Linked DNA regions of Mus musculus: region 1 is linked to region 2. Evidence: chromatin contacts called from public Hi-C data. All regions are on one chromosome and are shown on one strand. The core of a region is the stretch at or near the end of the contact, and the rest is flanking DNA. Distances in the headings are between cores, read along the strand shown. Region 1 holds the start of Myef2 (myelin basic protein expression factor 2, repressor). Region 2 has its middle 38 kb from the start of Slc24a5.

Region 1 (5,875 bases), core at 2,661-5,160, 94 kb before region 2:
CAATCACAAGTAGTTATCGTTATCTGTATATTTCCTATCAGGAAATAAGATGAAGATGGTTGGTTTTGTTTGTTATCCTCTCTATCAGCTTTTAAGGATTATCTTCAAATACTCATAGCAGCACAGGGATTGGTCCTGGCAACTTGTCATTCTAAAAACTTTACTTTCTGTCCCAAATACTATAATTAAAGCTTGAAAACAGAGCCAGGCGGTGGTGGCACACGCCTTTAATCCCAGCACTCGGGAGGCAGAGGCAGGCGGATTTCTGAGTTCAAGGCCAGCCTGGTCTACAGAGTGAGTTCCAGGACAGCCAGGGCTACACAGAGAAACCCTGTCTCAAAAAACCAAACCAAAACAAAAAACAAAAACAAAACAAAACAAAACCAAAGCTTGAGAACAATACTTCAAAAATATAAATATTTCAACTAAAGACTACATCTAATACAAGATAACTAATTACCTTGGTACTCTTTAGAGTTTGATTGCCAAAATGAGGACAGATAAATCTCCATGCCTTTGGGTGGAGGAAGCTGAATTCTTCCGTGTCCTAAGGAGAGGTAGTATCTCTTTCTGTACAGGGAAGTGGGCAGGGCTCCCAGCAATCTAATCTGGTTTGGCTTGGAGTTATTGAGTGACGCCACCAAGGTACAGGCAGGGTGACTTAAGCGAAGGAAGCAGAAAGTGGTTAAAATGTTTCTGTTACCCAGTAATAAACACCTATATTTTCACTATAGAAGGAACTGCAAACAGAGAAGTGCACAGTACTATGGAATATACTGTGTTAGACAGGAGCTCCACCACTGAGAAATAGCCTTAGACCTGTAAACTCTCTTTTTCAAGCTCCAAATAGCAAAGAACACTTACTAAGTGTTTCCCAACTCAGCCATTTCATTTGTCATGTCTCTAGGATGTACCCTGGGTACTTCATTTTCTTAAAAAGATTAAGAAGGCCCATCTGGTTACTATTACTAGCAGGTGATAATAAAGGATAAAGTATGTTAAGGTAACAGTATGATAAGGTGGTGTTAAGCTATTAACAGAAAAGACCGGATTTTGGAGTTACATTTCTAATATGTAAGAAGGCTTCCTTCCCTTTCTCACACATACATGCAAATATACATTCCATTTTTTTGTTTTGTTTTGTTTTGTTTTGTTTTGTTTTGTTTTGTTTTTCAAGACAGGGTTTCTCTATGTAGTCCTGGCTGTCCTGGAACTCACTCTGTAGACCAGGCTGGCCTCAAACTCAGAAATCCACCTGCCTCTGCCTCCCAAGTGCTGGGATTAAAGGTGTGCACCACCACGCCCGGCTAGACATTCCAATTTTTAAAAAGAAAAGTAAGTGGTCCTTTGACTTTCTTCCAGCAATATTGTATTAGTTTATTTTCTATTGCTGTGATAAATCACCATGACCAAGGCAACTGACAGAAGAGTTTCTTTGGTTTTACAGTTGCAGAGGGATAGGCACAGTCATGCTGGGGAGGCATGGCAGCAGGCAGCTGGCATTTGGAGCAGCAAACTGAGAGCGTTTATCTTACAGGAAGCAGAGACACACTTGATTGTGTTCATACAAAGTGAACTGGGAATGGCATGCATCTTTAAACTCTCAAAGCCTACCCCTAGTGACGTACTTCCTCCAACAAGGAACAAGTACATCTCCTAAGCCTCCCAAGGCAGCACTGCCAACGAGGTTCTAAGTGGGGTCCACGTGTTCAAAGCACTAAAATATATATTTTGTGTAATTGTGGAGGATAACGATTTTGCAGTAGGAACCATGGGGGAGGGTGGGGGCCACTTCAACATCTGTTACCTAAGAGTTTTTCAATGTGCACACATAAACTGGGAAAAAAAAAATTCCCAGTGAGGGAATTAAATTCTCCTTTGTCGATTTCGCTACCCTTAAGTATGCTGTCAACAGCATGGAGAAGGAAAGGTTCATCTCTTCTAGGAGCCCCTCAGTGATCCTCAGTTATGATAACCCTTAGCTCTTTATGAATTCACAAGATTGGGGCTAAAGGGTAGGCAGAGAGCCATTTATCTTAGGCTCACAGTTTAAATCCTGCTTGGTTGTGGGTTGTCCTGGTGCTGTTTGTATTCTGATGTTAATTCTGCTTCCTCCAGAGGGGTTGCCCCCTAGAGCAGTCGCAGCAGGTGAAGTCCTGCGAACCTTCCCATTTTAACTGGTCAATAAAGGCGAGAGCCCGTTTTTTGGGCAGTGGTGGGATAGGAAGAACGGGAGATCTCTGAGAATGGGCACAAGTAGGGAAGAGGGAGGACGAGAGGAGGAAGGAAGACAGTGAGGACAATAGCCATGTTGGAGCAGAACCACGTGGCCAGGAGAAACCACAAGTAGCAAGGGGTCTTATAGCTGGGGAATGTTAGTATAGTGTTAGATCTGCCCAATCTAGGCTTATATCTTATACTTATAATAACTGGATTACGTGGTTTTTTTTTTTTTTTTTAAGATAGGCTTATTGGGGTTGGAAATTCCAAGACACTGCCCCCCAAAGCTCAGTCATTAAGAATAGCTCTTTTAATGGGATATTTAAATTGGCATACTCTGGAGTATGGGTAAGTCTCATGTGTGTGTTTAATTAAATTGTGCTTTTAGCTCGATTACAGCTCTTGAATAGTGCTGTTTCCCAAAGTCCTCCTCCAGCAGAGCTCTAGTGTCCCTTCCGAACCTTCTATTATGGTTTGGTCACGATGAACTCTTGAAAAGTGTTGAAATGTGAAAAAGGTTTTTGCAGGAATCTACTAGTCCAGGACTGTCAGATGGAGTTCCTTGGAGAAATTCAATGGTAACAAAAGAATACATGGAATAGTGAATACTTTGAAATCTAGGGTTGAGGTGGGGTGGGGTGGGTTAATCTGGTTTCTCCTTGATTGAAACCCCATGGGAGCCTTAAGAGATAGACTGCGATACTGTAGCACTTGGCCCTAGATGAAGTGTTTTCTTTAAATCTCTACCTTGCAGGGAAGGAACTGCTGTCTTTACCTGAAGAGAAGTGGAGAACTGAAATGCCTCAGCCGAGGAGAAAGCCTAATTTTCTCTGCCAGATTCCAGCACCTGTCTGCTAACTGCAACCATTAGGCCCCAGGGGTGACAGTACAGAAACACAAAAGTATCTGTTGTGTTTAGGACACTATGTGGGTAGAACGCCAAACTCAGAATTTTGTAGATGACTCTCATCTCTAATAAACTGTGTCTGCCTTATGCTGTTCACTTTTTTTTTAAAGAAGGAAACATTTGAGGAGGTCTTAGCTTTTTTTTTCAACTGAAAAAGGCCATTTTAGTGTGAAGTGTAATCATGACACTCAGGTTTATGAATCTTTAGTATTTAGGGGTAAAATCTATAATCCAAACCAAAATATGCATTTGTAGCTAGTCTTGTATAAGACTTCTTTTAAAACAATTTGTTTTTTCCATGTGTGCGTGTGGTTTGCCTGCATGTATATCTGTGCACCACAGACATACCAGCGCCTATGGAGTCAGAAGAGGTCGTTGGAGCTCCTGTATGTGGGTGCTGGGAACCGAACCCAGGTCCTTGGCAAGAGCAGCAAGTCATCCTAACTGCTGAACTCCTCCAGCCCCCTTGTACAGGTTTTCTTAAGAAAATGATGGACTGTCCAAATCGATAGCTGCCCCGAGAATGTAAAAACTTCGACCTCTTAGCTGATTGCTAAGGTCTACAAAAATCTTCAGCCCTCAAAGAAAGTGGTCAACTTGTCCTCAGCTACCGGTGCTCGCTGGCGGGTTCGTAGAGCATCCACCCGCAGAGATGGAGCTGCCATAGTCCTCTCATCCAAAGGCCCCGTCCCCGAGGACCCCCATCTCTGCCCCCCCAGGCAGCCCGCGCTCCCTCCGCAGGTGGCCGCGCCGGAGCCCCGCCCCCACTCACTCCCCAAGTCGCGGGGCCTCGTCCGCTCTCGCGAGATCCCGGCCGCCGAGCGCTCGGGGCCTTTTCAAATCGCGATCCGTTACCGCTTCTCCGGCCGCCGCCATTGTAGCGCTCGGAGCCCTCATCGCGGCCGAGGCGGAGCCCGCGGCGGGATGGCCGATGCCGACAAGTCCGAGGCGGCCGCGGGTGACGACGGCTCGCAGCAGCAACCGGCTGAGCCGCGGCGAGACACGCACCCCGGCGAGCCCGAGAAACCGCCGCGCAGCAGCGCCAACGGCGTTAAAATGTATTGTCTCCCCCGGGCGGCCGGGCGGGAGGGCGGCCGGGCAGGGCGGGAGGCGCGGGCGGCCCCGGGGCGGGAGCAGGTGCGGTGCTGGCGGCCCCGGCCTCGGGCGCGCGGAAAAACGGTCCCCTTTAAAAGGCCCGAGGCTAGCCTCATCCTCGGGGAGGACCCAGGGATGACATCATCGGTCCTTTCCCCTCCCGGCCCGGTTCCGAGCCCCGGTGAGGGCCGCGTGTGCGGTGGTGGCTTCCAAAGTGTTAGAGCTCACCGAACCCATTGTGTTCCTCTTGATTGGCTTTCGAAAAAGGAGGACTTGGTCTCCTCCACCCACCCGGTGATGGTTGTGGGCCGTGCAGGCTGGTTTATTTATTCATTTTTTTAAAAACACAAACTCAGTGTGTAGTGGCCTTCATTTTACTATAATTCACTTACGATATAATTAAATTACTGAAATATAAATCTGAATTTGGCAAAACTGGGAACGCAACCCAGGGCCTCGTGCAGTCTCCAGGCAGGCGCTAGGCCACAAAATGACACCCCCCCTCCACCGAATGCAGTGCTTTTTTTGTAGAAGAAAACCCGAGGGCTGAAGGTTGGATCTGTCATCTGTGTCTGTAGAGAATTTAGTCGACGTTAATCCATAAGATCTTAAGTTGTAAGGCAGTAGGATAGGGGCAGATTGTGCTCGGCTGTCCTTGTCACGTGGGGCTATGTGAAGGCAAACATTTATTTTCCTATGGCTTATTCTGTAAAAACTGAAGTTGAAAATAATGCCAGTAATTTGTTAAAACACCCTCCACCTCTCCATCCTGCCACGGTAGAAAGCAGTGAACACATGCTTTCTGACATGAAGTCAGAAAAGGGAAAATGTCTTTCTGGCTTTTGTGTGGAAATACTTGAGGCAGTGATTTGGACCAGTCTGTTGAAACCGGCTGAATTGAATTGGTTGCAAACTAGATGGGGTAGTGCTCCTCAGCTTCTCTATGACAGTCTCGCTCTTAGGGTGACATCATTGTATATTTTTTCTTAACCACTGACAACGTATTTAAGAGGAATTACCCCAGTTCCCTGGGGCCTATCCTGAGCTTTAGAAGTTCAGTGTTTGCTGTTTTCCTGATGCCTATATTCATTTTTGAAATGATATATGATATATGTGGAGAGGCACTTTAAGAGCGTTCCATTAGACAGAGCCTGTTGTGTTACCTTTGAATTGGCTAGGAATACCTTAAATATGGACATTCGTCTCCCTACCCACCTGGTGACTTTTGAACAGGAAGCATCGTGTGAGCAGAACAGAATTTTGCAGGTATCAGATTTGCAGGGCTTGAAAGTCAGTGCAGTTTGCTCATGGATGGAGAGTGTGCATGCATCAACCACCGAGAAATCAGAAAGCAAGGAAAGCCTATCTCTTATGCCTGTCAGATCTTGGGCTTTTTCAGAGATTTGCTATTAAAAATAGAAAAAAAAAGTGGAGTGACTGTAACAATATAGTCACCCTCTGTGTCTTTGGATTCTGTATTCATGGAGTTAATGGTGAATTGGAAATACCCACATTGTATCTATATGGAAAGTAAGCATACATGATACACGCGTTGTTTTAGGTATTATAAGTAAGGCAGAGAGTGAAGTGTGTGTGAGATTGTGCTACGTCCCATGCACACACTGTGTTTTGGGAAAGGGCTAGAGTATCTGG
Region 2 (6,094 bases), core at 1,625-4,124:
GTTCCAGTAAGTCTTTCTTCCTCTCCTGTCTGTCTCTCTACCCCAACATTTGCCAACAGACTTCAAAGAGGAGCCACAGGCGTGCTTTGAGTCTCACCCGAATTTTTCCTCTCTGCCTCTAGCAATCGATTCTGACAGGTGCAGAGCAGGGAGGGGAGACAGCATCACCATACATACAGCATCACGCAAAGCATTGTGGGATCGGCCCTCCCGCCTCATTCCCTGCGGGTACAGCAGATCGCCATTTCCCCATCGTCTTTTCTTCTGCTTGAACAGAGAAACCACCATGGCTCTCATTCCCTCTCCAGGGCCGTGCTTTTTAGAACACAGCAGTCAGAAAATGGTTAGAATGATTTGGAGTGTCTGGATCATCACAAGGTTTTGCAATAAAAAAATCCTGTCCTAGCTGCAATGCACAAAGGACCAGCCAGCACCGTGTCTCCAGATGCATGGCAGAAGGACAGCGCTTACAAGGAGCAAGCAGGCTGACTGATTCCTGAACATTACAAATTGGGCCACCTAGCCGTGGTGTGCTCAGCTGCAGACAATTCTAGTTTCAAGGTAGGGGAAATGAAAGATCCAGAGCCAGGAAAATAGACGACTTCTCTTTGCGTTTTAATGCCAATGGATACAGTTTCCAAATCCTAGCCCCGGCTCTTGCCAACTCCTTTGCATTTGGCTTTGGGTTTTATCGAGTACCCAGAGTGTTGTCTCACAAGCTTTCTGCTGAGTATCTAGACAATGCCTCTGGGGTGCTGCGCTGTGGCAGTTACTGCGCCACTGCCTGGGACATTGCAGAGGGTTCTGCTCAGTCATTTTTGTCCTGAAGCTTCAGGAAGACAGTTGGATCTGAGAGTGGAACAGATTTCAAAGAACGAGCATATCAACCTGTGAGGCCTTCTGCTGTGGTGGTGGCATATGCTGTCTTAGAACAGTGCCCATTTAACAGGCTGTGCCGGCGCAGGAAAGGATTCTGACGCGTGCTCGCCCTGACATGGTGCTGTGTGTGTGGAAGCCACGATAAAGTTGAGCAGCAGATGGAAAACTCCGAACCTTTTATTGGCCATATGTCACTTTTGAGTGTTGGCCAACAAACTAAATTTGTAGCTAATATATAATGATTTAGGCAGGGGGGGAAAAAAGAGCAGCCATGCTTTGATTCTCAAGGCTGCTCCTCCAGGCTCCCTTAGCCTGCCAGAGTTCCTGGATGCTTTCCTTTAACCTTGTACCATCTTCCTGAATCACCCCCAGGTGGCTTCATCTCCACAGCCCTCTGTGTGAGCCACCTCCAGCTTGGTCCGTTTCTCTTCTGTTTCTTCTGTGAAGACTGCAGTGTCAGACTTCTTATTACAATGATTTTTTTCCAAGTCGATAGGAAATGTTATAAGGAATGAGGCATCAACGTTTCTGAACTTCAGCCTGTTGGACAGTGTCTTTTGTCTCCTCAGACGTCTCCGTCAGTGCCAGGCTCTGCCATCCCTCTTAGGTGCCTACAGTGGCTCCCTGTTCAACCTGAAGTGCTCGTCCTTGGTGTGGACTTGTGGGAGGGAAGCACATCATGACTTATGAGGATATGACCCGAGAGGGAACTCCCCTGGACAAGTGCCACTCTTACTGTCGGAATCATCTAGGAAGAAATGATGGATGTCCAGGATAAAGAGACTGATCCACCTTCTGGCTCTTTATTCTTTTTGGCGCTTCTGACCCATGCATGAAAGTGCCAAGTTTCCAACCTCGGCTGCCATGGGCAGCCTGCCTGACTTTGTGCTTGTGGGCTCCCAGGAGAAGGACCTCCCCTGGTGCACTATGCTTTTGTTTCTGAGTTTGGTGTTGGCAACAGCCGGAAAGGAGAGGGGGCCTTTAAGCTCACAGGCCCGCCAATCACCAGCTCAACAATTCAATGTATCATTGCTATCATTGTCTGACCCCCAAATGATTCTATAGTTGATATCTTAACCAAATGCCACCTAAGTTTCAGCACACGAATTCCCACCTAACTCAGCCCTTTCCCATTATTTTTCAAAAGTCTGAGAGCAGCATGTGAATGAAAGGGCAGCAGAGCACATCAAACACAACAGTGTTTGTAACATCCGGAGTAAGGCGCATTAAAGAGAGAATAAAATCCACATTCATCATGGAAGCTTGCCTTTGTTTTCTGTTATTATGAAAAGAGGAAACAGGAACGCCTTTCCCGTGGGAGGCTCTTCAGTTATCTGTTCCTGGATACCGCACAGAAAATTGTAGTTTTAGTTTATGTCTTTGCAGGACTTAACTATCCTTTTAGGTCTGATCAACAGTTTTGTCCCGAAGCAACTTTACTTTGGGGATTTTTACAGGGTGGATGGAACTGCTGTGCAAACAGACAGGTGTGCACGACTACCCAGTACAGCATCTTCTACATAGGCGGGAGACTGGAACCCACCCAAGAGCTCAGCAATGGAGAGCAAAGTTATTGCGCTGCCATAGAGTGCTGTGCAGCTGTGTAGAACAAGGATGGCCTCCATATCCAGAGGACGGAGCTCCATGGCACATGCCTGTGAAAGTCAGACACAGAACAGAGTGCACGTGTCCAGGCGACATTTGTTTATTCTCGGAAAAAGATGCTTTGGAAGGATATATAGAGAATAGGGCGAGAAGATAAGAATGGATGGGGTGTAGGGGAGACAACACGCCAGTGGTTTCTTAATATCTTTGACTCTGCTCTGTGTACCCACTGTTTTGAAGCAATATCTCTCTCCTGGGTCACCTCTGGATAGTCTAAACGCCTCCAGCTTTCTTGGTTTCTCTGTCCACCGTTGACCACATGCTCCTTCAGTGTGAGGCAAGTCCAGTCCAAAATTCTGCTGCTCAGTGACTCAGTGTGCTGGGGTGGAGCTGAGCTCTCTGGCTGCCTGTTTGCTTTGCATGAATATTCCCGTGGCTGCATGGAAGAGGCTCTACAGTCGTTGGGAGAGGCACTACAATCATCTCCATTCTCCATCTGAGGCTGTAGAGGCCCAAAGAATGGACCCTGTCTTGGTTTATATGAGTCAGGGTTGTTGTCTCAAGATTTGAACCCCACATGGCTTAGCTCCAGTGTGAGTTGATCATGGTGTTCTATGTGTGAGTCGCACAGCTGCATTCCCCCGCCTTTCTGTCAGTCCTCGTCAGCTCTGCATTGGCTTGTTTCTACTACACTCTCCATGCTCATGTGTACACATCTTTACTGGATCTTCGCAAACAAGGGTGTGCATCCAAGGTCCCATCTTTATCCCTATCTCTCTAGTACCTATCTCCCATCTTCTTAGAAGAGTTTTGACTCACCTGGAGTGCTTACCTTCCAAGCCTATGCCTATTTATTTAGAAGTTCATTTACACCTGTCTGCTGAACATTTCATCTTGTTGAAACCCAAGGCATATCTTGCCTGGGAAGTATTCTCCTCACTGACATCTACTCTGAAGAAACCAGCAGATTCTTCAGTTCATATTGGAAGCTTGAAAAAGCTGGTTCTAATATCAGTGAATGTATCAGAAGCAGCAGCAACAGAGTAGATGAACTTGGAAGCAAGAATGAAGGGCAAGCAGGCAAAAAAAAAAAAAAAAAAAAAAAAAAAAAAAGCAAAAAGATCTTCCATGTGCTATTCCCCCCTTCCTTCCCCCTTCCCCTCTCCCTCCCTCTCTCCCTCTCTCCCTTCTTCCCTCTCTCCCTCCCTCCCTCCCTCCCTCCCTCCCTCCCTCCCTCCCTCCCTCTCTTCTTCCAGTGCTGGAGGATGCAACCCAGTGCATCATCACTGACATCTATCTCCAATTGTTTCCCCCTCTTAGTTAAAAAAGAAAAAAGAAGTGGGACAAAGTCTTCCTAAGTTGCCCAATCAAGTTTGGAACTCATTATGTATTCCAGGCAGGCCTTTGGAACTTGTAATTCTTCTGCCTCAGTCTTCATGGGCTATCATGGCCCCTCCACCCCTAGTCTTGCTTCTTTCCCCCCCAAATATCAGGGTACCTGTGAGATCAAGGGTTTTGAAAAATGAAACTTCATAGATGAAAGCCAAGCATACAGGTTACTGTAAAGCTGCCAATTCTCTGTGAATTAACTATACACCCAATAGAGTTTGAGGAAAAATACCAAGGACCATTAAATATTTTCCTGAAACTAGACACACTGGCATGAGGATTTTAGTGGAGAAACAAACTAACGAAATGATCCAGGTAAAATAGGAAAAGGAGGTGTGAAGTGGGGATGCAGTCCCATCAGCTGCTCACATTACAGAGCAATGCTTTCGAGATTCATATCTGTGCGCGAATACCCAGAACCATAAGAAGAACAGAACTGGGTCTGACCTTGGCGGTGCTGGAGATTTAGTGCTTAATAAAGGTTGAATATCTTCATCAGTGCAGAATAGTTTTACAATTTAATAAATAATGCTGGGACAATCGAGTAGCCATCTGGAAAATAATAAAGTTGTATTTCTCCCAACTCTTCCTAACAAAATGAGTGCCAGATGGACCATCAACATGGAAGTTTAACTGTCAAGGGGTCTAGAAAAACATTGAAAAACTATTTAATGGTCTTGGAGTTGAGAAGGCCTTTTGAAGCATGATAAAATTCAGGAGCCATAAAAAGAAAGATTAATACATTTAGCCATAAAAATCACCATGTAAGAAACACTAAATAAAGTTAAAAGGCAAATCCTGTACAGGTGAAAACATTTGTAACAACCAAGCCAGACAAAAGGCTAAACCTGTTAAGATATAACAAATGTCTAGAAATGCATAGAAAAAAGATCAGCTCGGTATTGAAAAGCATCCCAGCATCCCGGGGTTCTGCACAATTGTTGTGCATAACTAAAACAGCATTTTTAACCTAATAGTGTTAGATTTCTTTAACTGTATTTTTGACAAGTTTTTTTGGACAAGTGTGTGGGAACTTACACCCTGGGACAGAAAGTGGAGAACTCTGAAGAACACAGCATCTGGGTCTCTGTCAAAAGCTAGACCATGTGAAAGCCTTTACATATCTACTGCATACAGGGAATGTCTCTGACCGTCACATAGGCTCTCACAATTAAAGAAACCTGTACCTGGCGAAGCATAGAAATACATCCCCTGTAGCACCGAACATGGCAGTATGTTTCATCATTAAAAAGAAAAGAAAAAAGGAAAGCACAGAGCCTATTGTGCTACATTTACCTGTGCCGAGCAGGTTCATCTCAGATCAGGATGGAAATGTTTGTAATCTGGCCAGCCTGTCTGCCACACCGTCTATACTACTTACACTCTGGGTTTGTTGTTCGCCTGTGTGTTCCCATCTGTGCTTGCTGTTCCTTTCCGTGCTGGCCCTGTTGATGACAAGCCCTCTTCCCAAAGCCTATCATCAGCTGGGTCCTCTTCTGTCCACCACACACCCTCCTTTTGAGGGCATTGCTAGGTCCTCCTGAGCTGCCCATCCTAGCTGCAAGTCAACCTGCTCTCACCTTATATTTATTTATTTGTCAGAGGACAACTTCTTTGCAGGAATCCATTTTCTTCCTCTGTCTTGTGCATCCATTGTCCTCAGACTTGATGACCAGTGCCTTTATCAGGTGATCCATCTCACTGGCCTCTGCTCTCACATTTGACATCATTCTTTTGCCACAGAAATTTGGGGTAACCTCTTTAACAATGGTGACAATCTCAAAGCTCTCCCTTTGATACAATACAGCCTACATTAGACAGAAATTAGCTTACATTTTCTACCCCAGAAAAAAGTATCTTCTTTGTTCTTAAAATAAGCACATATTTTAAAATGGAAAACCTCAGACCTGGCTAACATATGTGTACATGTTTGTGATATGCATGTAAAAGATAAAAGAAAAAAAATTATTTGAGTAGAATTCTCAGGCAAAGAATGTACATGTGCCAAAAGTTGGCATGTGTTATCAAAATGATCTTTGGAAAGACTCATAATTTATTCAATGAAATTGACTGAGACACCAGTATGTGCTGGGTCTCTGTGGAGTCTGGTGTGCTACTGAAGAAAGAGTCACAGTGTTGTTGAGAGGAGTTGTAGAGAGGAGTTGACTCAATTGAAAGTTCACGGATGGCTTTCTAAAGGAAGAGGAATTAAAGGGAAGGC

The links. Hi-C and Micro-C count contacts between places; a contact is called where the count stands out from the background.
Region 1: a Hi-C map of uterus shows a contact between it and region 2, with 2.9 times the contacts expected there. The contact joins the promoter of Myef2 here to the enhancer-like site in region 2. A contact is called at or near these places in 5 of 39 promoter capture datasets (the 3T3-L1 cell line, the HPC-7 cell line, HPC-7-derived erythroid cells and 2 more), 3 of 484 Hi-C or Micro-C datasets (cerebral cortex, muscle stem cells and uterus), 1 of 115 datasets of contacts at active chromatin or transcription factors (embryonic stem cells) and 2 of 9 other capture datasets (adipose tissue and embryonic stem cells).

Annotation. Positions count from the first base shown.
Region 1 is chr2:125,121,695-125,127,569 of GRCm38.p6, reverse strand. It overlaps Myef2 (myelin basic protein expression factor 2, repressor), which reads left to right and starts at 3,910. Exons shown (of 16, transcript NM_010852.2): 1 at 3,910-4,185. The coding sequence starts at 4,052. It overlaps Gm46759 (a long non-coding RNA gene), which reads right to left and starts at 3,926. Exons shown (of 2, transcript XR_001783448.2): 1 at 3,476-3,926; 2 at 1,353-2,781.
Region 2 is chr2:125,026,866-125,032,959 of GRCm38.p6, reverse strand. No RefSeq gene overlaps it. Among named protein-coding and RNA genes, the nearest start is that of Slc24a5, 38 kb to the left of the region's middle. Within about 2 kb of position 2,874, at least 6 of the 459 cell types and tissues checked have an H3K27ac peak or open chromatin away from gene starts, as enhancers often do. A contact at or near this core is called in uterus, where this site is marked.